Linked DNA regions of Sus scrofa: region 1 is linked to region 2. A link is a contact called in public HiChIP or PLAC-seq data. All regions are on one chromosome and are shown on one strand. The core of a region is the stretch at or near the end of the contact, and the rest is flanking DNA. Distances in the headings are between cores, read along the strand shown. Region 1 holds the start of UBE2G1 (ubiquitin-conjugating enzyme E2 G1). Region 2 overlaps ANKFY1 (rabankyrin-5).

Region 1 (3,189 bases), core at 639-3,138, 150 kb after region 2:
TCCAGGAAGATCATGAACACAGCACTAGCTTTTCTCCTGGCTTAACCTCCTGGATCTAGCTTCCTCTCTGATGCCTCCTGCTGTCCCTGTGGTGCAGGGAATGGTGAGTTGGAGACTGGGCTGTTGGCCTGCAGGCCAGACCAAGTCAGAGCTGGAGGAAGAGCCGGCAGATTGGAGGTGGGGGTAAGGGGGAGACTAGCGCCCACTGAGCCCAGCCCTCATGCAGGTTCCAGAGTGTGTCTGCTGCTGGCCTGAGAGCAGAAGGTCAATCAGACCTGGAGGCCCCTGCCCTTTCCAGGCCTCTGTGTTCTAGATCCTTCCACTTCAGGCCATGTTTCTTCCAGTGATTCTCACCCTCTCTCTCCCAGAGTTCTCAGTCTCAAATGAAAACTCTCATGTAGCAGCAAAGAACTCATTATCAGTACCTTAGTCTCTCTAAAAGAGTTTGCTGATAAATTTGAATTTCAGATAATGAATAATTTTTCAGTACAAGTATATCCCAAATATTGCATGGGACCTACTTATATACTTTAAAAAAAAAAAGGTCTTATTTGAAATTCTACTTTAACTAGGCATCTTTTAAAAAAATTGGCTAAATCTGGCAACACTGTCAGTTTTCCCTCAGCAGGTGGAGACACCACTGCCTGATGTCTCACGGGCCCTGCTCCTCTATTTATTTAGTTAACGTTTTGGCCTTGCTAGGGGCGAGGGTAAGTTCCTAGGTCAGGGCTGGAACCCAAACCACAGTAGTCATCTGTCAACCTGCTGCAGTGACAAAGCCAGTATCCTAACCCACGGAGCCACAAGGGAACTCCAGGCTCTGATCCTTTAGAGCTGGGAGGGGGGGCTTTACCTCCATTCACTAAGCAGACGAATCACAGGACAAAACTCTGAAGAGGGCGTTCAGTCCCCTTAGGGTGAGAAAACTAAGGCTCAAAGAAGTGAAATGACCTGCCTAAGATCAGACAGTAAATCAGGCGCAGAGGAAGAATCGCAGCCCTGGCCCTGCGGACTCCCAAGTTCAAGCTCTCTGCCCTCCCTACTCGGTCTGGCAAACCACCCCCACTCCAAGGGGCAAGGCCTAAGGGTGGGCTTCCACCCGGCAATTCTCACTGGAGGAAAAAAGGCCGGCGCCGCGGAGGCCCCCAGGCGCGGAACCGACAGGATTTGGTGCTAGAATATTCCAAGTGATTTTGAAACCAAGCGCCTCTTAGTAATAACAAAACCAACCCAGGTCATTTGCATAGCTCTCGGCAGTTGACAAAGGGTGTCCCCGGCAGTCGATTAGAATAATAAAGAAAGCAGATGGAAGAGAAAATGCCTGCAGGACCCCTGGGCAGGCCCGGGGACTTTTCCTGCGCTCAATCCGGGTGTGGCGGGGGGAGGGGACGGGAAGAGAGGGCAGAGGGGGTCTTTCTCTCGGCTGACTTCCAGGAATTCCGGCGTTAGGGACCTAGACCCCCACCCCACCCCCGCTCCCCGCCCGCCTACGGCTCGGGAGGCAGATCTGGGCAGGGCTTAGAGCCCGGGTAGCGGCGCCGCTCCGGTGGGTGTGAACTAGTGGGGGCATCATTTCCTGACACTTCCAGGTGGGCCGGGGCCCCTGCCTGTGCCCAGCCAGCCCCAAGGTGACTTCCAAGGAAGGACAAGGTGGGTCAGGGAAGGCTGGCGGGGAGGGGCTTGTAACCTCTGCATAGGGGAGAGAATGGGGGTGGAAGGGAGAGTTGGGGGGAAATGTGGTCAAAATGAGACTTACCTAAGTTAAACCTTGTTTTCCTCTTGAGTCACAGGATCCTCTCGGATCCTTTACTGTAAGTTCTCACCTGCAGTTAGCAGAGACTGCTCAATACTTGAGTTTTGAGTCTTCTTTTTTTTCGTGCCACGTGCTGCTGGTGGGGGAGGGGTTGGAGTGGGGGTGGGGTTAGAGGTGGGAGGGGCCGCTTCAGGCCACCTGGGGCTCTTAGGGCGTGTCAAGGACCTTCGGGTATCTTTCTACGTAGCTGGAAAGAAGGAATGGAGGAGAGAGGACAGAGATAGAGAGGGCGGCAGGCAGGAAGGACGATGGAAAGATGGATGTGAATATGGATAATCTGTTCTGATGACTTTCTTTTTCTCCTTTAAGCTGCTGTGTCCAAAGTGTAGTCTCGTTAAGCTGATTCGAAGTGGGGAGGAGGACATGCTGATGTGACCCCAAGTTTACCTTTTTTTTTTTGTCTTTTTGTTTTTTTAGGGCCGTACCCAGTGCATATGGAGGTTCCCAGGTTAGGGGTCAAATCAGAGCTGCAGCTGCTGGCCTACACCACAGCCATGGCAATGCAGGATCCTTAACCCACTGAGCGAGGCCAGGGATCAAACCCGTGTCCTCATGGATGCTAATCGGTCGGCTAACTGCTGAGCCACGATGGGAACTCCCCAAGAGTACGTTTTATCCTGCAAAGGGAAATGCTTTGAAAAAAAATCCAGGAGTTCCCGTCGTGGCGCAGTGGTTAACGAATCCGACTAGGAACCATGAGGTTGCGGGTTCGATCCCTGCCCTTGCTCAGTGGGTTAACGGTCCGGCGTTGCCGTGAGCTGTGGTGTAGGTTGCAGACGCGGTTCGGATCATGCGTTGCTGTGGCTCTGGCGTAGGCTGGTGGCTACAGCTCCGATTGGACCCCTAGCCTGGGAACCTCCATATGCCGCGGGAGCGGCCCAAGAAATAGCAAAAAGACAAAAAAAAAAAAAAAAAAATGAAAAAAATCCAGTGGAAAGAACTGGGTAGAAAAAAAATTTTTGATATGAAAAAATTACTATATAACGATCATCAAACTGGATTTTAAAAAATCTGGAAAAGAAGTTCCAGTTGTGGCACAGTGGAAATGAATCTGACTAGAAACCATGAGGTTGTGGGTTCCATCCCTGGCCTTGCTCAGTGGGTTAAGAATCCAGCATTGGGAGTTCCCGTCATGGTGCAGTGGTTAACGAATCCGACTAGGAACCATGAGGTTGCGGGTTCGATCCCTGGCCTTGCTCAGTGGGTTAAGGATCCGGCGTTGCCATGAGCTGGGGCTTGGATCCCGAGTTGCTGTGGCTGTGGTGTAGGCCGATGGCTACAGCTCCGATTCAACCCCTAGCCTGAGAACCTCCATGTGCCACAGGAGCGGCCCTTGAAAAGGCAAAAAGACAGAAAAAAAAAAAAAAAAAGAATCC
Region 2 (3,080 bases), core at 215-2,714:
CAGTTACGTCAAAACTAATCAAACTGTACACTTTTACTGTGGGCAATTTATTTCACTTCCTTTATATCTCAATAAAGTCAGAAGAAAAAGAAACCAAAAGTGAGAGGCAGCACAGCCTTGTGGTTAATGACATGGATTCTGCAGCTCAAATAACTGGGGTCAAACCCCAGCTTGGACCATTACTATTGTGTGACCTTGAGGGAGTTATTTAATATTGCTTCACAATTTCCTCATCTATAAGAGTATTATTCTAAAAGCATTAAAGATAATACTCCTCAAAGTATTATTGTAAAGATATATGCATTAATACCTGCTGCACCAAATAGTAATTGCTATATAAAAATTTGCTATGATTATTTTTTTTCCTTTTTCTTTGTTTTTTCTAGGGCTGCACCCACGACATACTGAAGTTTCCAGGCTAAGGGCTGAACTGGAGCTGCAGCTGCCAGCCTACACCACAACTCACAGCAATGCCAGATCCTTAACCCACTTAGCAAGGGCAGGGATGAAACCCACAACCTCATGGATACTAGTCAGGTTCCTTACCACTGAGCCACAATGAGAATTCCTACGATTATTATTAAGGCAGACTATTTTATTTTTTATTTTTATTTTTAGTTTGTTTTTTTGCCTTTTCTAGGGCTGTTCCCTCGGCATATGGAGGTTCCCAGGCTAGGGGTCAAATTGGAGCTACAGCTGCCAGCCTACACCACAGCCACAGCAACACCAGATCCAAGCCACATCTGCGACCTACACCACAGCTCACAGCAATACTGGATCCTTAACCCACTGAGCAAGGGCAGAGACCGAACCCGCAACCTAATGGTTCCTAGTCGGATTCGGTAACCACTGAGCCACGATGGGAACTCCAAGGCAGACTATTTTAACCAACACACAGACAATTCAAGAATAACCAAAGATTAGAGAAAAACACAAAAGTCATGTTAGGATCGAGTAAGGAGACATGACCACAGATAAAATAGATTCCGTGAAGCTCTAAGAGAATCTCTGGGAGAGGGTCTCAGCTGTTAGCAAGAGGCCGCAAAGGCTGTTTGAGAGTCCTCATGACACAGCAGCCAACTTCTTCCAAAGCGAGCAATCCGAAACACAGCCAGGAAGAAGGCACACGCCTAAGAAAGAACCTCTCTGAAGTATCACTTCTACCACCAGCTCAGTCCGCCTACACTCCAGAGAAGAATTCCCCACCTTTTGAAGGGAAGAATAGCAAATAATTTAGGGACACATTTAAAACTACCAAGGATATCATCAAAATACTGAAAATGAACAATCTTGAGCTAGTAGTTCCCATGGTATCCAACAGATATCGCCTTGTTTCTCTTGAAAATGTAAAACATCACTGGCCTTGAGGGTTTGCGGTAGCACCTTAGGGTGCCTGAGCCCGCAGTCTGAGCACCTGCCCCTTCAACTGCACAGTGCCACCTCCCAGGTCTGTGCGTTCATGAGCAGTTTCCCCACCTGGACGGCAAAGAGCAAAGCAGGATGCTGCCCGTTCCTCGGAACGGCTCGACAGGACCCAGAACACATTCCAGGAAAGCTGAATGACTCACCATAAACTCTTATGCCAGAGAACCATAAGACCTTTGCTGGAGAAAGCATGCAAGAAACTCTAGCTTCAAAACAGCCTTCTACCGCCCTGGAACCTCGCACAGGGTCAGCTGCTAGGCTCAAGTGCTACAGAGGCTATAAACCAATCACTGAGCCTGAAGCAAACTGCTTTACTTCACTGAGACTGAAATATCTGCTTTCCTCCAAAGCTCATGATTTGTTATACTGTGTTGAGCTAACGGTTACAGTCTTCTCTTCCCGAGTGAACAGTCAGCATCTTTATAAACATATCTTTATATGTAAAATAATCAATAAAAAGCAAATTTATATTTTTCCCCCTCTCTTTGGTCTTTTTTTAGGGCCACACCCACAGTCCAATTGGAGCTGTAGCTGCCAGCCTACGCCAGAGTCACAGCAACACGGGATCCGAGCCCTGTCTGCGACCTACACCACAGCTCATGGCAACACCGGATCCTTAACCCACTGAGCAAGGCCCGGGATCGACCTGTGTACTCATGGATGCTAGTCAGATTCATTTCCACCAAGTCACAACAGGAACTCCAAATTTATATCTTTTTATCTTTCTTGAAACAATTTAAGATTTACAGAGCAGGTGCAGACAAGAGTTCCCATACATCCTTTACCCACCTTCCCCTAATATTAGCACAATCATAGTACGATTATTAAAACCAGGTGATTAGGAGCTCCATTGTGGCTCACTTAATCTGTGGAATGTTCCTCAATTTGGGTTAGACTGATGCTTTCTTATAATTAGACTAAGGTTATGCATTTACGGCAAGAATCCTAGAGAAGTGACTGTGTTTTTGTCATTGCATCAGGCACAAAACATTTTTTTTTTTTAATAGGGCTGCACCTGTAGCATACTACCCCTAGTTAGGTTCCCAAACTAGGGGTAGAATCGGAGCTGCAGCTGCTGGCCTATGCCACAGCCACAGCAACACCAGATCCTTAACCCAGGGAGCAGGGCCAGGGATGGAACCCAAGTCCTCATAGATACCAGCTGGGTTTCGTTACCACTGAGCCACAACAGGAACTCCAAAACATTTTACCTTTTTGAACAAGGTATGATTTAAGAAAATTTCCATGTTCAAATACACTTTAAACACTTGCTATATAATACCATCACTGACGTGCTAAAATTCTCATAATTAACAGAATTAAAGATTTGCTTGTTTTGAATTTTAAGCAATGTCAATTACACAAGATCTTCAAAAGAAAGTGTGAAGCTTAGGCTGTCAATCTCTCCTAGGAATTTAGTTTTGTTCACTACTATCCCCCTAGTACCTGAAAAGTGTCTGGCACTCAGCATCTGTGATACTAATGGAGTAATTCTGAAGAAACAAAACACCAAATAAATTCACAAAATGGCTTTATCCCCAAGCCCATTAGTGTGGAAAAGGTTCAACCACTTAAAACATAGCTTTTTACACATGCTATTTATACACTTGTTTACAAGCACCTATTTCTATTCTCCCTCAACGCCTGGCCGGCCA

Evidence for each region. HiChIP or PLAC-seq counts read pairs in DNA pulled down with a chosen protein or histone mark.
Region 1: a contact with region 2 is called in an H3K27ac HiChIP or PLAC-seq map of skeletal muscle, with 14 times the contacts expected there. The contact joins the promoter of UBE2G1 here to the enhancer-like site in region 2. A contact is called at or near these places in 2 of 5 promoter capture datasets (fetal skeletal muscle and liver), 30 of 47 Hi-C or Micro-C datasets (adipose tissue, alveolar macrophages, blood and 15 more) and 2 of 2 datasets of contacts at active chromatin or transcription factors (alveolar macrophages and skeletal muscle).

Annotation. Positions count from the first base shown.
Region 1 is chr12:50,366,733-50,369,921 of Sscrofa11.1, forward strand. UBE2G1 (ubiquitin-conjugating enzyme E2 G1) reads right to left here and starts at 1,889. Exons shown (of 6, transcript XR_002337327.1): 1 at 1,757-1,889.
Region 2 is chr12:50,219,502-50,222,581 of Sscrofa11.1, forward strand. The region is part of intron 3 of ANKFY1 (rabankyrin-5); the gene reads right to left. Among named protein-coding and RNA genes, the nearest start is that of ANKFY1, 31 kb to the right of the region's middle. Within about 2 kb of position 1,465, at least 16 of the 83 cell types and tissues checked have an H3K27ac peak or open chromatin away from gene starts, as enhancers often do. A contact at or near this core is called in alveolar macrophages, embryonic fibroblasts, fetal skeletal muscle and 3 more, where this site is marked.